Regions from separate parts of the Sus scrofa genome. Here regions 1 and 3 are each linked to region 2. A link is a contact called in public Hi-C and HiChIP or PLAC-seq data. All regions are on one chromosome and are shown on one strand. The core of a region is the stretch at or near the end of the contact, and the rest is flanking DNA. Distances in the headings are between cores, read along the strand shown.

Evidence for each region. A called contact is a pair of places that touch in the nucleus more often than the background predicts. HiChIP or PLAC-seq counts read pairs in DNA pulled down with a chosen protein or histone mark.
Region 1: an H3K27ac HiChIP or PLAC-seq map of alveolar macrophages shows a contact between it and region 2. The contact joins the promoter of OGDH here to the promoter of LOC100512448 in region 2. A contact is called at or near these places in 1 of 5 promoter capture datasets (fetal liver), 1 of 47 Hi-C or Micro-C datasets (blood) and 2 of 2 datasets of contacts at active chromatin or transcription factors (alveolar macrophages and skeletal muscle).
Region 3: a contact with region 2 is called in a Hi-C map of embryonic fibroblasts, with 3 times the contacts expected there. The contact joins the promoter of NUDCD3 here to the promoter of LOC100512448 in region 2. A contact is called at or near these places in 3 of 47 Hi-C or Micro-C datasets (blood, embryonic fibroblasts and skeletal muscle).

The regions. Positions count from the first base shown.
Region 1 is chr18:50,683,545-50,686,244 of Sscrofa11.1, reverse strand. OGDH (2-oxoglutarate dehydrogenase, mitochondrial) reads left to right here and starts at 1,255. Exons shown (of 23, transcript XM_021079062.1): 1 at 1,255-1,365.
Region 2 is chr18:50,532,050-50,534,749 of Sscrofa11.1, reverse strand. LOC100512448 (histone H2A.V) reads right to left here and starts at 1,368. Exons shown (of 5, transcript XM_021078658.1): 1 at 1,183-1,368. The coding sequence starts at 1,185.
Region 3 is chr18:50,757,570-50,760,395 of Sscrofa11.1, reverse strand. It overlaps NUDCD3 (nudC domain-containing protein 3), which reads right to left and starts at 1,327. Exons shown (of 6, transcript XM_003134880.6): 1 at 933-1,327. The coding sequence starts at 1,124. NPC1L1 (Niemann-Pick C1-like protein 1) reads right to left here. Exons shown (of 19, transcript XM_005673340.3): 19 at 2,720-2,826.

The DNA.
Region 1 (2,700 bases), core at 6-2,505, 150 kb before region 2:
TCCATATGATGCATTGCAGCCATTAAAAAAAAAAAAAAAAAGGAAGGAATAAAAAGTAGAGTTAAAGATATGTTATCATGATATGAAGCTTTCTTCTTGCTGTAATGAAAACTGAAGAAATCTTGAATAAGGACTGAAGTAAGGGCTTCCTCAGTATGTGATTGAATACAGCCTACCATGCTTCATCAGTTCTGAGTTGCTTTTTCTCGTTGTGAACTACAGTTGCCTCTGACTGTGAACTGGAGATTGGCACTTGCCATCTGCCTCTGCAGAGCTTGACTCATGAGCCACTGCAGCTGCTGACCCTCCACAGCCCCTTCGAGGAGCTCAGGGGGGAGCTCAGGAATGAGGCACTTTGTGCTCTGGAAAAACTGGCAGAACAGGTCTTCAGATGGTTAGATACTTTCAGAAAAAGATTTTATGAGCCCGGTTCGTGCATCTCCTCATAGCTAGAAAAGCACTGAAATCCTTCATGGTGACGTCTGCTCCTCCTGTCGAGCAGTAACCCTCAGACTTCTGTAAAACGTGTGCTGGGTAGCATGTACCTCCCTCCTCACCAAAACCACATGTATGCTGACATTTCCCTCCCTCCTTGCAGCGGTATCTCAGAGCTAACTGCAACAGCTGCCTCCCCAGTTGTAGCCCTCATTTCGTCCGCAATAAAACTTAACACTCAACCTTCAGGTTGTGCGTATTTTTCAGGTCAACTTTAAGATGGAGCTATCCTAACCCTTTTTTTTTTCTCTCTTTCTTATCAGGTCGGTATCACACTTGTGAGCAGGTGGCAAAGTAATATAACCTCTTAAAGCAGACGACCGCTTTTAGTCCATGAAATGATACACCCGTCCATGCACCAAGTGAAGACCCAGGAGTCCCACTTGGGAAACCCTTAGGTCAGCGCTGGGCCCCCCTGATTCTCACTCCGCCCGGCCGCTGCCCCGCAGCGCTCAGTCATGCAGTGCTGACCAAGGTTCCTCTCAGTCTGACAATACAGGCCAGGTCAGCTTAGCTCTGATCAGAGGACGCCTAAAAGCCCACTGCAGGAGGCATTACTAGGCAACGCGAAGACCCTCTTTTTCAAAAGACCCGGCATTCAGGCCGGTGGGGACCAATCCAGGCACCGCTTAGCTGTGGCCCCGGACGCACAGCCAGGCCCAGCGAGGTGCCCGAACCGAGCACAAGAGCGCCGCGGGCGCAACTCTGTGACGTCAAGCCCCGGCCCGCCCTGCTCACTGGGCAGAGGCGGCCCCTTTCTTCCCAGGGCGGGGCGGCGTGCTGACGCCACACGCCGGGGCGTGGCCGAGAGTTTAGTACCCCGGAGTGGGGTGTCGGCGCCTCATTCGGGTGGAGCTGAGCCGAAGACAGGTAGGCGCGCGCTGCCGCCGGGCCTCGCTGGGTTTGGGAGGTTCCGTGCTGGTGGGGCAGGAGGCGGGGGTCACGGCTGAGGACAAGGCCGCTGCGCTCTCGTTGTCGCTGGCTCCCTGATGACAGGGAGTGAAGCTGGCTGGAGCAGGGCGTACTGGGGGAGGTGGGTGGGACGGGGCCTGACGGACGGGCGTGGCAGCCAATGGTGCGCTGGGCGCCTGCAGGCGGGCGGAGATTGGCGGGTGCGGGCGTGCGCGGAAGTTGCGCGGGGCGCGGAGCGGCGCCCCATTGGTGGAGGCGGAGGCGGGGGTGGGCCGCGCGGCGGATGTGAGAGAACGGGCGCCGCTGCCGGGGTGACCCCCAAGGTCGAGGAGGCGTCACGTGGGAGTCACCCGGCAGTGTCCTCTGCCCGCCTGGACGGATGGAAGGGTGGCGCGCCCTTGAAGAAGCGGCTGCGAATTGTGGGCAGTACGCCTTTCCCACAGCGTGGACGGCACGGGTCGGCTTCTGATCGGACTGTCCCTACGCTCCTGGGGTGAACCCTTGAGGGACGGATTACCCCGCAGGCCCCCCACTCTCCCCTGTAAGCCTCCCTGTATTCTTTGGGGTGACGCCGTACTCAGTAGCCTACAATACTCAGCACCCCTTCTTACTCTCCTCCCTGCACTCCTGGGGTGAGGTCTTAAGTGGATCACCCTGCAGTATCCGCAGTATTCAATACTCCACCGTACCCATCCTCTCTGCTCACTCTTGGGGTGGACCCTTGAGTGATTACCCGCAGCACCCACTGTATTCGTCACCTCCACGGTACTCAGTAAGTACCGCACTGTTGAGCACCACACCACACCTTCTTTCTCTGTGCTCCTCAGGTTGATGCCCTGGATGAGTGGATTGTTCTGCAACACACTGCTGTACTCGGTATCCCTCCTTACTCATGTTTGTACCAGACCTCCCTGTGAGCTCTTTAGGGTGGTACCCTTGAGTAGACTACCCTGCAGTACCCTACCGTACTCAGTACCCCCACCATACTCCTCCTTCCAGGTGTTTGATAGCTCATGTTGCAATGAAGGATATCTCTTGGAGGAACATACTAATCCGTGCACCCTTCCCCTTTGGCAAAGCTCCCTGACCTCAGTGCAGATTGTGTACTGAGACAGTAGAAAAGACTGCGTAGATAAGAACCTGCTATCTCTGCCCTTTGCCCAGAACAGGGGAGCGGTGACTCAGGCCCAAGGAATGAACAATGTCTTGGGGTTTCTTGTGCCTTGTTTTGCAGTCCTGTACTTTGAAGCGAGGGCCAGAGACCCACTTCCAGGTATAGTGCTCTGAGCAGTG
Region 2 (2,700 bases), core at 119-2,618:
AACCGGCAATCTCATGGTTCCCAGTCGGATTCGTTTCCGCTGTGCCCTGACGGGAACTCCACAGATACATTTGTTATATTTAACAAAAACATACTTTTATGGAACCAAACTTATGTGAATACAAAACTGCACAGAAAATGAATAATTACTTTCTCTTCACCACCCCCTCAAACTGTGCTTACGTTACACTCTCCCAACTTCGCACATTTCAAAGACGATGGACTGAGAAACAAACTACAAGCATGACAAAATTTTTCTTCCAAGATCCGAGTGAGTATTAACCTGAGTTAGAAAATACGCCTACGGAGCCGGCTAAAGTACATTTCATTCAAAAAAAGTTGAAAACTGGATGCCAACCTGCTTTCACCTTAGTTTAACAGTCACGTGCTCACTCACTTCTCCTTAAGCTCAAAAAATCTCAAAACAAGAATGACACCCCACGCCTCCTGTATTTTTAGCTTACGTGAACGCCCGTGTATTTTTAGCTGCTGGTAAAGGGGCAGCCAATATACGGCACGTCGCTAAAGATTAAGTGGGGGACACCCTAAAACCCAGCGAGGAGCAGGAGAAGCATGAGCTCCGGCAAACCAGTTCACGGAGCAGCTGCAAGCCGTGCCTCGGTCGGCTGTGGAAGTGCTTCCGCTAACTGCACACCAGTTGCGGAGACCGGGTGCAACGATCCACAAGGTCGACTCCGGTTCTGAGGTGTGAGAACGTCACAATAACCACAATTTCTGCCTGCGGTTCAGCACCCGGCAGGGCTGTCTCCGGAGGGCGCTCGGGCGGACCCTGCTCGTCGCCTCGGCGTCGCCGGCTCACTCCCGAGCGGGGCACAGCCAGCGCTCGCCGCCTTTCCCTCCCAACTTTACACCGGGCCAAGTTCTCTCCACTCGCGTCTCTGAAAACCCGCACTTTCTAACCCACGCACAATGTGGGGCTCTAAGTGGGTCGCGGGGACCACGGAGGTGCTGCGGTGCTGCGAGGGCTGTTCGGCTCAGGGCCGCCCGGGCCGAGGCCCGCGCACCTCGGTTCGCGCCAGCGCCGCGGCGGGCGAGGCCGGGACCGCGGGCAGCCCCGCCGCCTGACGTCCGCCCCGCCGCTGTCGTCGCCGCCTGACGCCCATCGCCGCCTCAACAGGTAGCGGCGCCGCCTAGCCATCGACGCCCGCCCCGCAGCCCTCACCATGGTCTCGGCCGCTCCCGCCCTCGGTCCCGCCGAGCCGTCGCCGCCGCTGCCGCAGCACCGACCGCCACTGCCGCCGCCGTCGCCGCCGCCGCTGCCGGAGCTCGGACAATAACCGAGGCCCGCCTCACAGAGCCCCGGCCAATGCCCGCTCGCCTTGCTCGTTTGAACCCCGCCGGCCGCCCAATCGTGAGCCTCCTTCTAGACAGACCCCGCCCCCTCGGCCCCTCCTCCCTAACGGCTGTTTGTTTTTGCACACGGCACGCGGAGGCGGGGCCTCGGACCCCCAACACAGACGCGCCTGTGCGCGACCAGGGGCGGGGCCAAACTCCCCTCTCCGCCAGTCTTCAGGGCTGGAGCCTGACAAACGGAGGGATTCACCAATGAAAGGGGACGGCTGGAGGAAGTTATCCAATTAGAACATCGCCCGCGAGCAGGGGAGGCGGGTCGCGGGGAACGACAGCGCGATTAGCCAATGGGTGGAACGACTTGAGGCGGCTCTGACTTTCCCGCCCTTTCTTAGTGTCTGAGAACTGTTTGGGAAGGGAACTGCTGTCTGTCTGCTTCCCCTGGCGGCTTTTCAGATTCTGATTATTTCTCCGTGCTAGCGGAGGCTCGCTTCACGGCGGCACTGCTCCGGGGCATCTCGTGGCCCTTCGCCTCAGCGCCTTCCCTCTGCCGTTAGGTTAGCCGCCCAGCGAAAAGGGGGAGAAACTCTGAAATGGGGTCGCAATCTCCGAGCCTGCGGCCAAGTTGAGGCACGCGCGCGAAGAAGGGCTCGTCGGCCCACGGCCACTGCCCCCGGCTGCCCCCAGGACCACACAGCCCGCAGTTGCCGGGGCCCGGTCCGGGCTCGGGGCCAACTCTCAGCGGTTGCAGTTTTAAAACTTTGCCTCTTTTCCACAACTGTCTGCACTGACCGCGCCGGGCAGCGTTCCGGGTGTGCAGAGCCCACCGTCCCGCGCGGAGATTTGGTTCTGGCGCGATTATCACCAGGTGGGGAGATCCTGTCCCAAAGTGAGAGTGATCTTACTTCTGACCCCGAGGATGTAACATGGGGTGGGGGTGGAGGAGACCCTTCGTTTTTAAGGAAATGTAACGAGTTCGAAGGGAGGAAGAGGGGGGAGCTGCTAATAAGGATTTGGAAAAATGCGAGTGAAGGTATAGACGAGCGAGGAGAAGGGAGCGGGCGGCAGTGAGATCGGAGGCCCAGGTGAACCAAGCCTGCAAAGTAGGTAGCAAAGCTGAACAATAGAAGCGTTGGGAATTGATCCAGTGAGCGATAACCACGGTTAATCACTGCCCTTCTGTGTCCCTGGCCCTGGCGAGGGCGGTCCGAGTCGGCCAGAGCATCCCCTGTGAGTTCACCTTCAACAGATCGCCTAGGGCCCGCTGTTGGGAGGCACTGTGCTAGGATTCTGGGGCTGGCAACCTTGGCCTGTCCGTGCCCTAACCGTCCTTGACAGCAGGGGTCAGATGTTGAAGAAGGAGACAGGCCACTGTGTGAATGATAATCAA
Region 3 (2,826 bases), core at 78-2,577, 230 kb before region 2:
CTCAATGCTTGCCTGAGCAGCTGCTTTCAATCCCATCAAAGTCCCGCCTCCCCTACTAAATTTTTCATTTTCAAACCGTCATTTCTGCTCCTTCCCTTCTCATGGACTCTGTCACATAACTGGCCTTGCATAGTTCTTGGTCACTTGTGTTTTATCTCATTAACTATAGCATCAGTAGCCCAAGGAGAAAGACGAGTATTTAACCAACCACATTACCAGTGCACCACCAACGCCTGTGGCAGCTGAGAGTATAAATACAATCCGCACATAAATTCTTGTTTATTACATTCGCGTACCCAGTCAACTTCAGGGAACAAGTATTACCAGCCCCTCGAACATACGATCGATTTAACCTGGGATATACTCAAACGTAAACTTATTAACTACTACCATGACTGTCTTTGACCTGAGAAATCACATTCCAAACAAGCGGACAACACCCATCAATAACCACAGTCTCCGCTCCACCTCTACTCTTCCATGGTAGGGTGTGCAGGTCTCTGTGCTACCGCCGCCTTCCCGCGTCCAGCCTGCACTGTTTTTATTTCCTAACTGGCAGGCCCTGGCACATCGAAAGATTACGCGCTGCAGGAGACACCGGGACCCTGAGCATCTACTGCTTCTGATGCCCAAGTGCACCCAGTGTCAGACCAGGCTACTCGAGCGCTAGCCCCTCTCCCGCAGGAGTAATCTGATATTCCATCCGCCTCCCGGGTGAAGCCGCGGCCCAAGGAGGCGGGTCCGAGCGCCAGAGGATGAACGGAGGCCGGGAGCGCAGAGAGCGGCGGCTCGCGGGGCTCTTCGGCTCCCGCGGGGTTCAAGAGCCACGGGGACTCGGCTGGCGGGAGGGGGGGACGGGCTGGCGGGCGGCGGGGGCGGGCTGCCACGGCTCCCCCAACCCCACCCGGAGCCGCCTGCCCGCCGCGCGTTACCTGCAGCACCAGCGCCTGCGCGGCCCCCGGCGGGAAGCCCATGCGGTCCGACGGGTGGCGCAGCAGGCGATAGAAGTCCGTCTTGCGATAAAGGAAGCCGAAGAGCACGCGCAGAAAGTCCTGGACGTTGCCCACGTGCTGCAGGATGCCCAGCAGGGCCTGGTCGTATAGCTCGGCCGCCCCGGGCTCCATGGCGTCGCCGGCCGGAGGGACGCTCACTCACTGCGGGCGCGGCCCGGACGCCGGCCTACGGCCACTTCCGGTGCCCTGCGGTAACGGCTCCGGCTGCCAGCGCGCCCGTGAAACTTCCGGTCCGCGCTGGTTCGCCCCCCGCCCCCCCGCCCGTGGGGCTGAGCCCGGCTGCGCCGGAGGGACTTGCCGCAGGCCCCGCCCCCAGGGCGCCGTGGCGGCCTGGGGCTGTCGCCGAGGGGCCGCTGTGCGCCGCGAAGCGCAGGAGAGCCTGGGGCGGCCGAGCTGCGGGCGCCTAGCGGCCATGTTGGCAACGGGCGGAAGAGGTGTAGTGTGGGCAGTGTCACCTGATCCTCGGCATTGTCACCTGGTCTGCGGGCCCGTTCCCGACTGGGTGTCCCGAGCCCCAGGTTACGGGCGGGACCACACGAGCCGAGAGCCTTTTGCTGGCGCGTCAGAAGAGGAAAATGCCAGCGTGCGGGTGGTATGTGCCCTGTTAATGACAGAGCCGTGGGTGAAATGCGTTGTGATGTGCCTAAATCAAAAGAATGTAAAGTGAGTGCATTCGCGCATATTAAATGGAAAGAGCAAGGTGCAGAATCATCTGGTGTGCCCTCCTGTGAAATACACCTATATGTACATGTGTGTGTGGTATGTCCCTGTGTATGCATAGTATACGTACGCACAGCATGTATATGTATCCTAGGTGTGTGTCAAAGCATAATCTTAAAACAGAAAACATAACCCTCGGACAAATACATAATGAACACATGTCAAAAATTTATACAGTTTAACTGAGTAACCAGTGTTTGGAGAAGCTTTTGGAGAAACTGGGTATTTATAAACATTTTGAAAAAAACAGTAAGATTGCCAGGTTGGATACAAAGCTGGCTGGTGTCCTACAAAATGATGTGGATTATCTTTTCTAGTGGATAGAGATGACTTGCATCTCTGCTGGCCTGAAATCTGCAAGTTAACACATATCTTCATAGTGTATGGGCTCTAATGAATTGTAAATAGTCAAGCTCGGATAAATTGTCCTAGAGCAGTGGTTCTGAAACTTTTCGAACATAGGACCCATTTACACTCTTAAAATTTGTTGAAGGAGTTTCCTTTGTGGTGCAGCGGGTTAAGGATCCTGAGTTGTCGCTGGAGTTGCTGCTGTGTCAAGGGTTTGATCCCTGACCCAGGAACTTCCACATGCTGAAAGCAGCCAAAAAAAAAAAAAAAAAAAAAAAAAAAAAAAAAAAAAAATTATTGAAGACTCTAAAGAGTCTTCAGGGAGTTCCTTTTATGGCCTGTTTATGCAGTGGAAACGAATCCAACTAGTATCCATCAATCCCTGGCCTCGCTCAGTGGGTCAGGGATCCGGTGTTGCCATGAGCTGTGGTATAGGTCACAGATGCCGCTCGGATCCTGCATTGCTGTGGCTGTGGTGTAGGTCAGCAGCTGCAGCTCCAATTCGACCCCTAGCCTTGGAACTTCCATATGTCTCAGTGCAGCCCTAAAAGGCAAAATAAATAATCTTCAGTATATTATGTGGAGTGGACTATGCTTATCAGTAGTTACCATGTTAGAAATTAAAACTAAGAAAAAAATTAATATTTATTTAGGCATTTTAATAACCATAAAAACACATTACATGTTAACACATTTTCATCAAGAAATAATGTTCTTCAAAGCAACAAAAGTTTATGAGAAACAT